Linked DNA regions of Ovis aries: regions 1 and 3 are each linked to region 2. A link is a contact called in public Hi-C data. All regions are on one chromosome and are shown on one strand. The core of a region is the stretch at or near the end of the contact, and the rest is flanking DNA. Distances in the headings are between cores, read along the strand shown. Region 1 has its middle 110 kb from the start of TRNAG-CCC. Region 2 overlaps AUH (AU RNA binding methylglutaconyl-CoA hydratase). Region 3 has its middle 130 kb from the start of TRNAG-CCC.

The links. Hi-C and Micro-C count contacts between places; a contact is called where the count stands out from the background.
Region 1: a contact with region 2 is called in a Hi-C map of liver, with 4 times the contacts expected there. The contact joins two enhancer-like sites. A contact is called at or near these places in 4 of 16 Hi-C or Micro-C datasets (liver, muscle, skin fibroblasts and 1 more).
Region 3: a contact with region 2 is called in a Hi-C map of liver, with 3 times the contacts expected there. The contact joins two enhancer-like sites. A contact is called at or near these places in 3 of 16 Hi-C or Micro-C datasets (liver, muscle and tail adipose tissue).

What each region holds. Positions count from the first base shown.
Region 1 is chr2:26,044,927-26,048,308 of ARS-UI_Ramb_v3.0, reverse strand. No RefSeq gene overlaps it. Among named protein-coding and RNA genes, the nearest start is that of TRNAG-CCC, 110 kb to the right of the region's middle. Within about 2 kb of position 1,683, at least 36 of the 54 cell types and tissues checked have an H3K27ac peak or open chromatin away from gene starts, as enhancers often do. A contact at or near this core is called in liver and tail adipose tissue, where this site is marked.
Region 2 is chr2:26,205,658-26,209,167 of ARS-UI_Ramb_v3.0, reverse strand. AUH (AU RNA binding methylglutaconyl-CoA hydratase) reads left to right here. Exons shown (of 10, transcript XM_042242981.2): 10 at 1-2,741. Among named protein-coding and RNA genes, the nearest start is that of AUH, 200 kb to the left of the region's middle. Within about 2 kb of position 1,992, at least 18 of the 54 cell types and tissues checked have an H3K27ac peak or open chromatin away from gene starts, as enhancers often do. A contact at or near this core is called in liver and tail adipose tissue, where this site is marked.
Region 3 is chr2:26,065,006-26,068,148 of ARS-UI_Ramb_v3.0, reverse strand. No RefSeq gene overlaps it. Among named protein-coding and RNA genes, the nearest start is that of TRNAG-CCC, 130 kb to the right of the region's middle. Within about 2 kb of position 1,803, at least 13 of the 54 cell types and tissues checked have an H3K27ac peak or open chromatin away from gene starts, as enhancers often do. A contact at or near this core is called in liver and tail adipose tissue, where this site is marked.

The DNA.
Region 1 (3,382 bases), core at 434-2,933, 160 kb after region 2:
TGGAAGGCTACAGTTCGTGAGGTTGCAAAGAGCCGAATATGACAGAGCAACTAAACACACACACACACACACACATACACACACACACACACACACGGTGGTGTGAGGGTGTGTATGTGTTTGTAGGAATGTGTGAGTAAGTGTGAGTGTGTGTGCCAGCAATGGTTGCCCTTGTGGGCTTGGTCCAGTCCTATCGATATGCTGCTGCTGCTGCTGCTAAGTCACTTCAGTCGTGTCCGACTTTGTGCGACCCCATAGACGGGGGGCCCACTGTCTCTGGGATTCTCCAGGCAAGAATACTGGAGTGGGTTGCCATTTTCTTCTCCAAAAACAACATATAGTCTCCCACTTTTGTCAAAAATATACACACATGGAACAGAATAAAACTACCTGAATTGTTTAAAAATACGATAGTATAGGGACTTCCCTGGCAATCCAGTGATTAGTACTCCACACTTCCATGTCAGGGAGCTCGAGTTTGATCACTGGTCGGGGAATTAAGGTCCCACAAGCTCACACCTCGGGGAAGGACCTTCCTAAGTGGAGAGCGTCCCGGTCTTCCATTGTCCTGGTTGTGCCTGGTCTCAGGCTCACCACAACCCTGCAGGTGGCTCATGAGCTGGTCATTATCTGCCCAAGTCGACACAGTTAACAGAGGAGAAGCCCGTGGAAGTCAGAGGAGCTGGTGCCCGCCCCATCACCACAGGAGTCCCAGAGTCCTCGGAAGGAAGGAGGATCCCCGCTGACAGGGAGAACACAGACTCCAGCAGACAGAAGGGGCAGAGGAAGCAGGAAATCTACTGTAAAGACTCCTGTAAATCCGTCTGCTTCCTGAATCACAGTGGTTCTCTGGCTCGTGTTTCCTCCAACATTCTCTGTCTGATTGCATTCTTATATGCGGATACAATTTTCTGCAGTTTCTTTTCAATGGAACCTGAAAGCAATGCACTCCACCCGCTTGGAACACCAGCTGGTAAGCGTCGGACAGCACATGTATGTACGCATGCACTCCTTTCCTTATGTATTAGAGCTTTCAGCAATTCCCCTAAATGAATCATCCCACCAGTCTGAAATTCTTCAGTACAGAGGACGTTTTGTAACCCGCTGAAGTCCGTGGGTGTGTGTCTATTGGACTAAGTGCCTGCAGACACACACGTACACACATACACTCTCACACATACAACACGCTCATACATTCTTTCCTTCTGGGCTGTCATTTGGGTGTGGATCTGAAGATGTTTTCATCATAACAATGAAGAAAGCTATGTCAAGCTTCGGTAGGACGCTGGTTTCTCTTTCACAAAACTGGGTTTGCCCCTCTGAAGGGGGCCCTTGGCTTGCAATCACTTAGAGGTGCACAATGGTGGTGAATAGTTAGCTTCATGTCACTCAGAAATGCAGGGCAATGCAGAGTGTAACAGAGAAGTTGGGGGTCATAGTGTTTTTAAGAAAGCCCTGGGTCCTCATTCTGTGGCAATTCCCCCTCTGCTGGGGTTTCCAAGAACTCCCACCGGGGCTGGGCTGATGGACTTCTTAGCTGCTCCTGCTGAGTCTGCTGGCCACCCCCTTGTTTGTGAAAGTCCGTCTCAAATGCCGTACATGTGAGTCATTATCGTACGTCTTACATCACTCAGCTTCTTTTGAACTTTTGCTCATTAACCAGGCTCCCTTTCTGGAACTTACCATGCGTAAGCATAATGCCTGTTTATTAATGTTTTGGTCCTGAGGTCCTCGCAATCCTGCTGTGTGGTATTGTTTCCATCAGTTAAAATGCCAGCATGAGGGTAATGAAGATGAAAAGGACAAAGTCCAGTTCTCCAGTGAGGACTCTGGCAGAACATACCCAGGCTGTAATTTCAGTCTGTTTTATGCCCCTCTCTTCATTTGTTTAATATCTGATGATTTTATGACAGAGAAACTGTACATACCTCCTTCACTGAGATGAAGTGTTCCCACAGGAATGTCAGGGTTATTAAGAGAATGAGAGGCAGAATGACTAGGAAATAGAGCTGTGTGTTGGTGTGTTACTTTAAATCCACTTAAAATGAAATGTCTCTGAATCTGCTCTTTCTTCCTGTTTGCTGAGGGGCTGTGATTTATGAGTCCTGCGAGCGGAGCTGTCTAGCTCTTTCATCCCACCTGAGTGAGGGGTCTGCAGGCCGGTGGGGCTGGACCACTGTGGCTGAGTGTGAACAGCATCACAGGGGGTCTTGTTTGGGGATTAGACTCCGAGTTGTCACAGCATGTCCTAGAGTCACCAAGTAAAGGCTGTGTTCTCAGAGTGAACTGGAGCCTGGGCAGGAGGAGGCTTGCAAGTGTGTGCAATGTCGAATGACTGCCCCCAAGTGTCCCTCCGTGGGAGATGAGCACGAAGCAAATAGGATGCTACTGCCGCTGCTGCTCAGAGAGGGGCTCTGCTGGTGGGGAGCGCACAGAGAGGAGCCCAGGAGAATAATGAGGAGTGGCCAAAGCTCAGTGGAAGCTGCGCCCTCTGTAGGACCACCTTTCAAAAGCACAGTGCCCTAGCCACGTTTCTAGAGCATCAGCTGTGCGTGCTAAGTCAGTTCAGTTATGTCTGACTCTTTGTGACCCCATGGACTGTAGCCCTCCAGGCTCCTCTGTCTATGGGAATTCTCCAGGCAAGAATACTGGAGTGGATTGCCATGCCCTCCTCCAGGGGATCTTCCCGACCCAGGGATCAAACCTGCGTCTCTTATGTCTCCTGCATTGGCAGGTGGGTTCCTTACCACTAGTAGCACCTGGGTCAAATGTTCACTCTCCCTTGTGGGACAAGCACTGTCCTTGGGGCTGAGCAGCATCTTGAAGAAGGTGATGCCTGTAAGGTAGCTGTGCCTAATGGGATGAAGGGCCATCTTTTCTGGCACCCTGTTGACCTGCTGTGCTCCTTTGTGTGAATTTTACAAAGGCCCCCTTAGCAGAACACACTTCCTTGGTGTCTTCACTTGTACATTCAGCCCAGGTGAGCAGACCTTCAGGCTGGATCAGGTCGCCTCTGCCCTGTGGCTGGGCAGAATGGAACAACTTAAGTGGTGGCCCTTCAGATAAATTGCACCCTCTTACACTCCATCCAAGCTGGCAGTGGATGAAATCCTCAAAAAACTGTAGAGTGGGCTGAATGTTATACCCCAGAGCTTGGAGCTCTTAGCCAGTGGGCTGGCCTCCTTATCTCCTTACTTTAGGCCAGTTCAGGCCAGCTCTGCTCATTTTCCATGTGTTTCCTCCAGATTCCCTTTTACCAAGTTTCAGGTTTGTTTCAGTTCTCATAATTTTAATTCCCAGGAGCCCTTCTTAATCTCTGATTGTTCCTTGTTGTGTCAACTATTCTTGATTAATGGATACAATGTCTTCTGTTATTTCTCCT
Region 2 (3,510 bases), core at 743-3,242:
ATTGATTTTCCAAGGAGCTGCCAGACAGGTCAGATAATACAAATTTCTAGGAGGAGGGCTGTGGGAAGGCTATAGACGTGGTAGTCAGGCCACAGCTGTGCTGATTTTGAGGTTGTTGGCTTTCAAGATACACAAGGGATTTAGAAAGGAGGCTCTATATACAACAGGCACCACAACTAGAGAAAGCCTGTGTGCATCAATGAAGACCCACCACAGCCAAAACTAAATAAATAAATCTTTAAAAAGTCACAGAGCTTAATGTTCTCATTGAGATTCAGTCATCTTTCATGATTAAATGTTCTTTGGATTGTTACAAGCCTTTGGTTGAATTCCAAAGTTCTGTAAACTTTAATTTTAACAATTATTGCTTCCATAGAGGAGGAGATTTTTGGAGATTCTCATTGTACCATTCCCACTGATGTCACTCATCCAGCTGATTCTAATGCAACTGTGTGTATCAAGCGATATTATTGATAAATAAGGTATTCAGAGTAGCTGTCTGACCTCTGGTACATCAGAATTTATGTCTATTGAATAAACTGATGTTTGTTGAATAAAAATAATATATTAATCATTAACTATCAATATTAAGAATATATTAATAATTATCACCAATATAGTATTTACTGTTGTTATTATTTCAGCCCCAAATATTTGCAGCCAAAATGTAAAGTTTATTTGCAGTCAGTAAAGGATAGGGTTTATTGCTGTGTTGTCTTTTAATTGTATGCTCTGAAGATGGACTCAGGAAACAGATATTTTCTGCTCCAGCTGAGGCTGCCCCCTCCTTATCATGAGTTGGCTTGGTCTGCTGAGAATTTGTATTCATTCATCCATCAGTGGCTAAACTGATAGCTGAAGATTAAAGCAAGTCAATCCATAAATGCAGAGTTCAAATAATAAAAGTCAAGAGTTAATTATTGCAATTCTAGCATTTATAAGTGTTTTATGTTTTTGGAGAAATATAAACTTTTCTTCTATGTGGTTAAATTCATGTTCCATTGTTGAACATGAAGACTGTAATGACAAAGCAGCTTATTAATTTGACCTTGTTAGATCTTGGGCAAGATTTCAAATACAGTAAGAGTTTGTTAATGACAGAATCCAAGAGTTATTTTCCTACAAGAAAAAGTATAATGAAAATAACACTTACTGATTTGATTATTTCTAATATCTGCTGGGAAACCAGCTATATTCCAGTTGGTACCTAGAATGTATAATTGTCCCTGGGTTAAGTTTCAGAAGAATTTTTTAGTTACAGTGTCGTTGAAAACAACAGGTAGTTTTTCAGAGTCCTTACACCTCTACTGGCACTGTTAATTCTCACAGCTCCTCAAACATATTGGCCATTGTTAACATGGCTAATTACTGGTGTGCTTCACTAGAGTCTGTGTTGATGTTACAGAAACAGTTTATGCTACACAGACTCTTTATTCATGTAGTAATTACAGCATGTTTGTCCTATTTCGCAAGTGTTCTCTTTGGATAATACTGGCAAGATTAAGTAATAGTTTCTCGCTAACAGTATTGCTCAAGAACATCAAACATGATGGATTGAGATTTGATGTATTACACGTATGATTTGGCTCCTAGCATCTTTGAGCTTTTACCTTTCTTATGTATAAAATAATCTTACAGTGGGGCTATGTCTATTGTTTCCAACACAAATGCCAGGAACTATTTGAGCAAAATATTTGATTTTCATTTTAATGGATAGTTTTTGTAATGACCAAGTGTAACACATCCCAGCCAGCCACAGCTCTGTGCCAGAAACCAGGGACTTCAAAGAGTCTTCTTTTTAGAACTCCAAAGGAACCAAAATGTCTATTTCACCATATCATCCAACTTAATTATTGGCAATAAGTGACTGTTGGCAGGAAGGATGCATCACATGGTTCCAGTTCTGCTTCAGGAAAGGTCAATAGGAGGCACAAACTGGCCTGCATTGTGCAGACGTGGGCTTGGATCCCCGACACGTGCTTCAAAACCCATTATGCAATGTGCCGCTCACTGATTCATGGCTGCTTGCACAAGTTTTTCATTACCCTGAATACAAGCATACTGGGAATGATTAACTTTGTGACATAACTCTCATCACGCCACTATGGAAGATTCAAACAGAGTTCCAAAATCACGTGCTTCAGAAATAACCGAATGTGTTTTGGCTTCTTAATGGGTCTGTGATTAACAACTGCTTTAAAGCTACTGAGTGAAACAGAGAAACCTATTTGGGAATTTTGTCCAGAGAAGGGGGTTTCATGAGCTTGGTTCATGCATAAACACTTCTATTTTGTTTTAGTTTTGCCTTTTGTATTCTAATTTGCTATGAAAAACATCAGATCTATTTTTGCAATGCTCCATCTTATGAGCTCAAAACTGAATATACAGTTTTTTTTTCTTTATTTTTTATATTATAGTTGATTAACAATGTTGTGTTAGTTTCAGGTGTACAGCGAAGTGATTCAGTAACACATATTTTTGTATCTATTATTTCTCAAGTTCTTTTCCCATTTAGGTTATTACAGAGTACAGAGTATTGAGCACCATTCTCTGTGCTATGCAGTAGGTTCTGTTTATCATTTTATACATAGTAGTGTGAATATACAGTTGCTATTATTTAACATTTTGGGGCCACAAAGCTATGTCTCTCATATCCCCCAACATGACAGATAAGTTAATATGATGCTTGTTATTAATTTCACATGATTAAATAGTAAATTAAAATTTTGCATCTTGTTAAAGATTTTTAAATCTTCATTGAGTACAGTGTGACATGCTTGGGGATAAGGACTCTTTGATATGAATGTGAGGAAATCAACTAAAGTGGCTTAGGCACAAAGGAGTTTCATGATTCTCAGCATGGAACTTGGACAGACAGGGGAACCAGGGTCTCAGGGCTTCAGGACAGTCTTCACTTCTTGTCATGTGTCCTCTGGCATATGGCTTCATCCTCTGGCTGGTCTCAGCTCCACGCTGCCTGCCTGACCACTAAGGAAGAAGGGGGACTCTCTTCATTCAGGTCTAACTCAGAATCTCCCAGGAGTGGCCTCTGGTGGGCCTTGTAGATCACATGTCCCCTTTGTGGCCACAGCAGTGGACATTATAAGTGGGGGATGTGAAAGAAAGTGAAAGTGTTAAGTCGCTCAACCACGTCCAATTCTTTGTGACCCCATCGGCTGTAGCCCGCCAGGCTCCTCTGTCCATGGAATTCTCCAGGCGAGAATACTGGAGTGGGTTGCCATTTCCTTCTCCAGAGGATATTCCTAACCCGGGGATCAAACCTGGATCTCCTGCATTGCAGGCAGATTCTTTACCGCCTGAGCCTCCAGGGAAGGCCCAAGTGGGGGGGTGGAGGCCTCTCCAACTGAAGGGAGGGCTGCTATTCCGGCCAGAAAAATCGCAGCAGCCCCTGAGGGCCAACCTTGACTCAACTGGTCATCCATCCCCCATGATGCCCCCAAATCACCTTAAAGCATTTCCTCCTTGTCCATCCACAACTTGCCCTAAAGG
Region 3 (3,143 bases), core at 554-3,053, 140 kb after region 2:
TCCTCTCCCTCCTCTCAGAGGTATCAGGTTTGTGTTACAATGTGAAAGCTTCCATTTTCTGCCCCTGTTCTGTTTCCCTCCTTTCATCTCATTGTTGTTACTCCCAATATACTTTAGCGTTTTGAACTCTGTCCTGAAGAGCCTAACCAACAGACTTGGTTGAAGATGTCACTAAATTACTCTTAGAAGAATTACTTGACAACTTCAATGCCTATATGGCTTCCTTCAAGCCTTCTTCCAAGGTTTGGTTCAAGAAATTTGAGATTCTGAGGTAAAGGCCTGAAGTGTTCCCCTGAACACTGAAGGGATAATTCAGTATTTACTATTCATTTCCCAAGAACTTGTCCACACCCATCAACTCTTTCCAGAAGCCAGGGACAGATTTTGCTCAGTCCCATGCCCTTGCTTGGACTTCTGTTTGTTTGTATTGGAGGCTTAGCTCGGAGATTATTTTTCTGACAAGTCTTCTGCTACTCTTTTTATATTTATTTGTTTATAAACATCTGTTTCCTCCATTAGATGGTAAACTTTATGACTATAATGTTGGTTTTCAGTCACTAAGTTGTGTCTGACTCTTTGCGATCCCATGAACTTCAGCACACCAGGCTTTTCTGTCCTTCACTATCTCCTGGAGTTTGCTCAAATTCATGTCTGTCCAGTTGGTGATGCTATCCAACCATCTCATCCTCTGTTGCCCCCTTCTTCTCCTGCCCTCAATTTTCCCAGCATCAGGGTTTTTTTCCAGTGAGTTGGCTCTTGGCATCAGGTGGCCAAATATTGGAGCTTCAGCTTATGCCTACAGGTCCATGTTTGTCCTCACCGGCTGGAACAAGGCCTGGCACATAGTAAATGTTAAATGAAAGTTTACCAAGTGAATAATGAACAACAGATGCTCCAAATTATCTGTTTCCTACATCCTGCCTGAGCCTAGTAATAATTTCACCTCGAATTCTCTGCCCCTAACACTTCTTAATCCCCTCTGCCAACTCCTCTCTTAAATACACCCTGGAGTTGTCCTGTGAAATGAAGTGAAAGTCACTCAGTTGTGTCTGACTCTTTTTGACTCCACAGACTATACAGTCCATGGAATTCTCCAGGCCAGAATACTGGAGTGGGTAGGCGTTCACTTTTCCAGGGGATCTTCCCAACCCAGAGATTGACTCCAGGTCTCCCACATTGCAGGCAGATTGTTTACCAGCTGAGCCACCAGAGAAGCTCAAGAATACTGGAGTGGGTAGCCTATTCCTTCTCCAGCAGATCTTCCTAACCCAGGAATCAGACAGAGGTCTCCTGCACTGCAGGCAGATTTTTAACTGCTGAGCTACCAGGGAAGCCCAGAGTTGTCCTGTAAAACTTTGTAATCATTGTCATTGCTTTGCACTCACAGTGAATATATAAATTGTCACTCAGGCAAGAGAACAGTAGTAATTTCCCAGCTGGTGACATTCAGGAGCTGTGGACATCCCACAACAGCACTTTTAGGCTCCAAAAAAAGGTTTATCGGCATTTATGTGGGAGCCATTCCAGCCTGAACTGTACTGAGAAATAAACTTCCTCTGTGGTCACCTCTGGGAAAACCCACAAAGATGAGAGAGTCCCTTCACAGGCAGAGGGACATCCCCAGACAGGGAAACAGCTGGAATGGTCAGAACTCTGAATTTATTGCTGAGACCCAGGAGTGTTCTCTGATCAGCCTGATGGCTGTTTCTAAAAACACGAGGCTCTAGTTCTCTGTCACCCCCCTGCCATTCCTGGAATGGGCCCTAGTAATACCAGAACATTCGTGTGTTTCTGTAAGTACACCATGTTCCTGAACAAAGTTTAGAGTATTTTTCAAACCTCTAGGGATAATGAAACCAAGTTGTCCATGCAGTTATATGGCACATATATTAATAACCAAAGACTTGATTTTAACTTAGCAGCTTTGAGGATACTTCTGACACTCACTTGCATGTTTAAATAGTCACTTTGCCTCTGTTTCTCTCCCTCCACTATGCCCAGCCAGCCTGCAGCCTGAGATTTGGATAAGTGACAGTGAAAACCAAAGAAAATAAAGGGATAAGTTGGCACTATGCCCCATAAAATGATTTCACAAGTCATGGGTCCGCTTGCTCAATAAAACAACCTTCCTATAACCAGTTATTACTTATTCCCACTTGCTGCTCTTGTGGTTTTGGAAAGCAGTCCTTGCCTGTTTTTTCTGTATTATATAAAATAACATCTTTCAGCTTACTCTTCATGCTCCTTCTTATAAACTCCCCGATGGCCAACTTTAGGTTTCAGATCATTAATTTTGTGTTATTTCACTATTGTGATCACTATTAACATTGTGATGTTTGTGCTTTATTTTTCCCTCTGGGTTTATATCAATAGTTTGAAACCAAAATGTCATCATACTGTATGAACAGCTTAATAATCTGCCTTTTTCCCTCAATGTTTTTTGTGAGGCTGTTCCCATGGCTCTGAGAGACCCTCAGCGTGTCAGTTTTATTTGTTGTAAAGTATTTGTTATAGTATTATACTATGCCACTGGCCATCATTTATTTGTCTATCTTCCATACTTAAAAAAATTACTTTATTGAAGTATAGTTGATTTACAATGTTGTATTAATTTTTCCTGTATAGCAAAGTGACTCAGTTAAATATTCATATGTGTGTGTGTGTGTGTGTATGTGAAAAGAATGTGTGTGAATATACACACATTCTTTTCATAATCTTTTCCATTATAGTTTATCTCAAGGCATTGAATATAGTTTCATGTGCTATATGCTAGGACCTTGCTGTTTATCTATTCTCTACATAATAGTTTGCATCTGCTGATCCCATACTCCTAATCCACCCATCTCCCATGCCCCCTGCCCCTTGGCAACCAGAAGTCTGTTCTCTATGTATTTTTAGACATTTAGGTGGTTGTAAAAATTACACTATTTCATGTCATGTTACAAGGAATCTCATTTGATATAAGCTTTTGTGTATTTGTCAGGACCATGTAGGCTTGAGCTGATAATAAGCAAGCTCAAGATCTTGGTGGTTTAACAGAGCAAAGCAGTCACTCAGTCCTGGAGGCAAAAGAAGCACCAGCATTATAAGTCGCCTTCCAGAGTTTGCTTCAGGAGAGCTCCGAGTGAACAGACAGCTCTTAC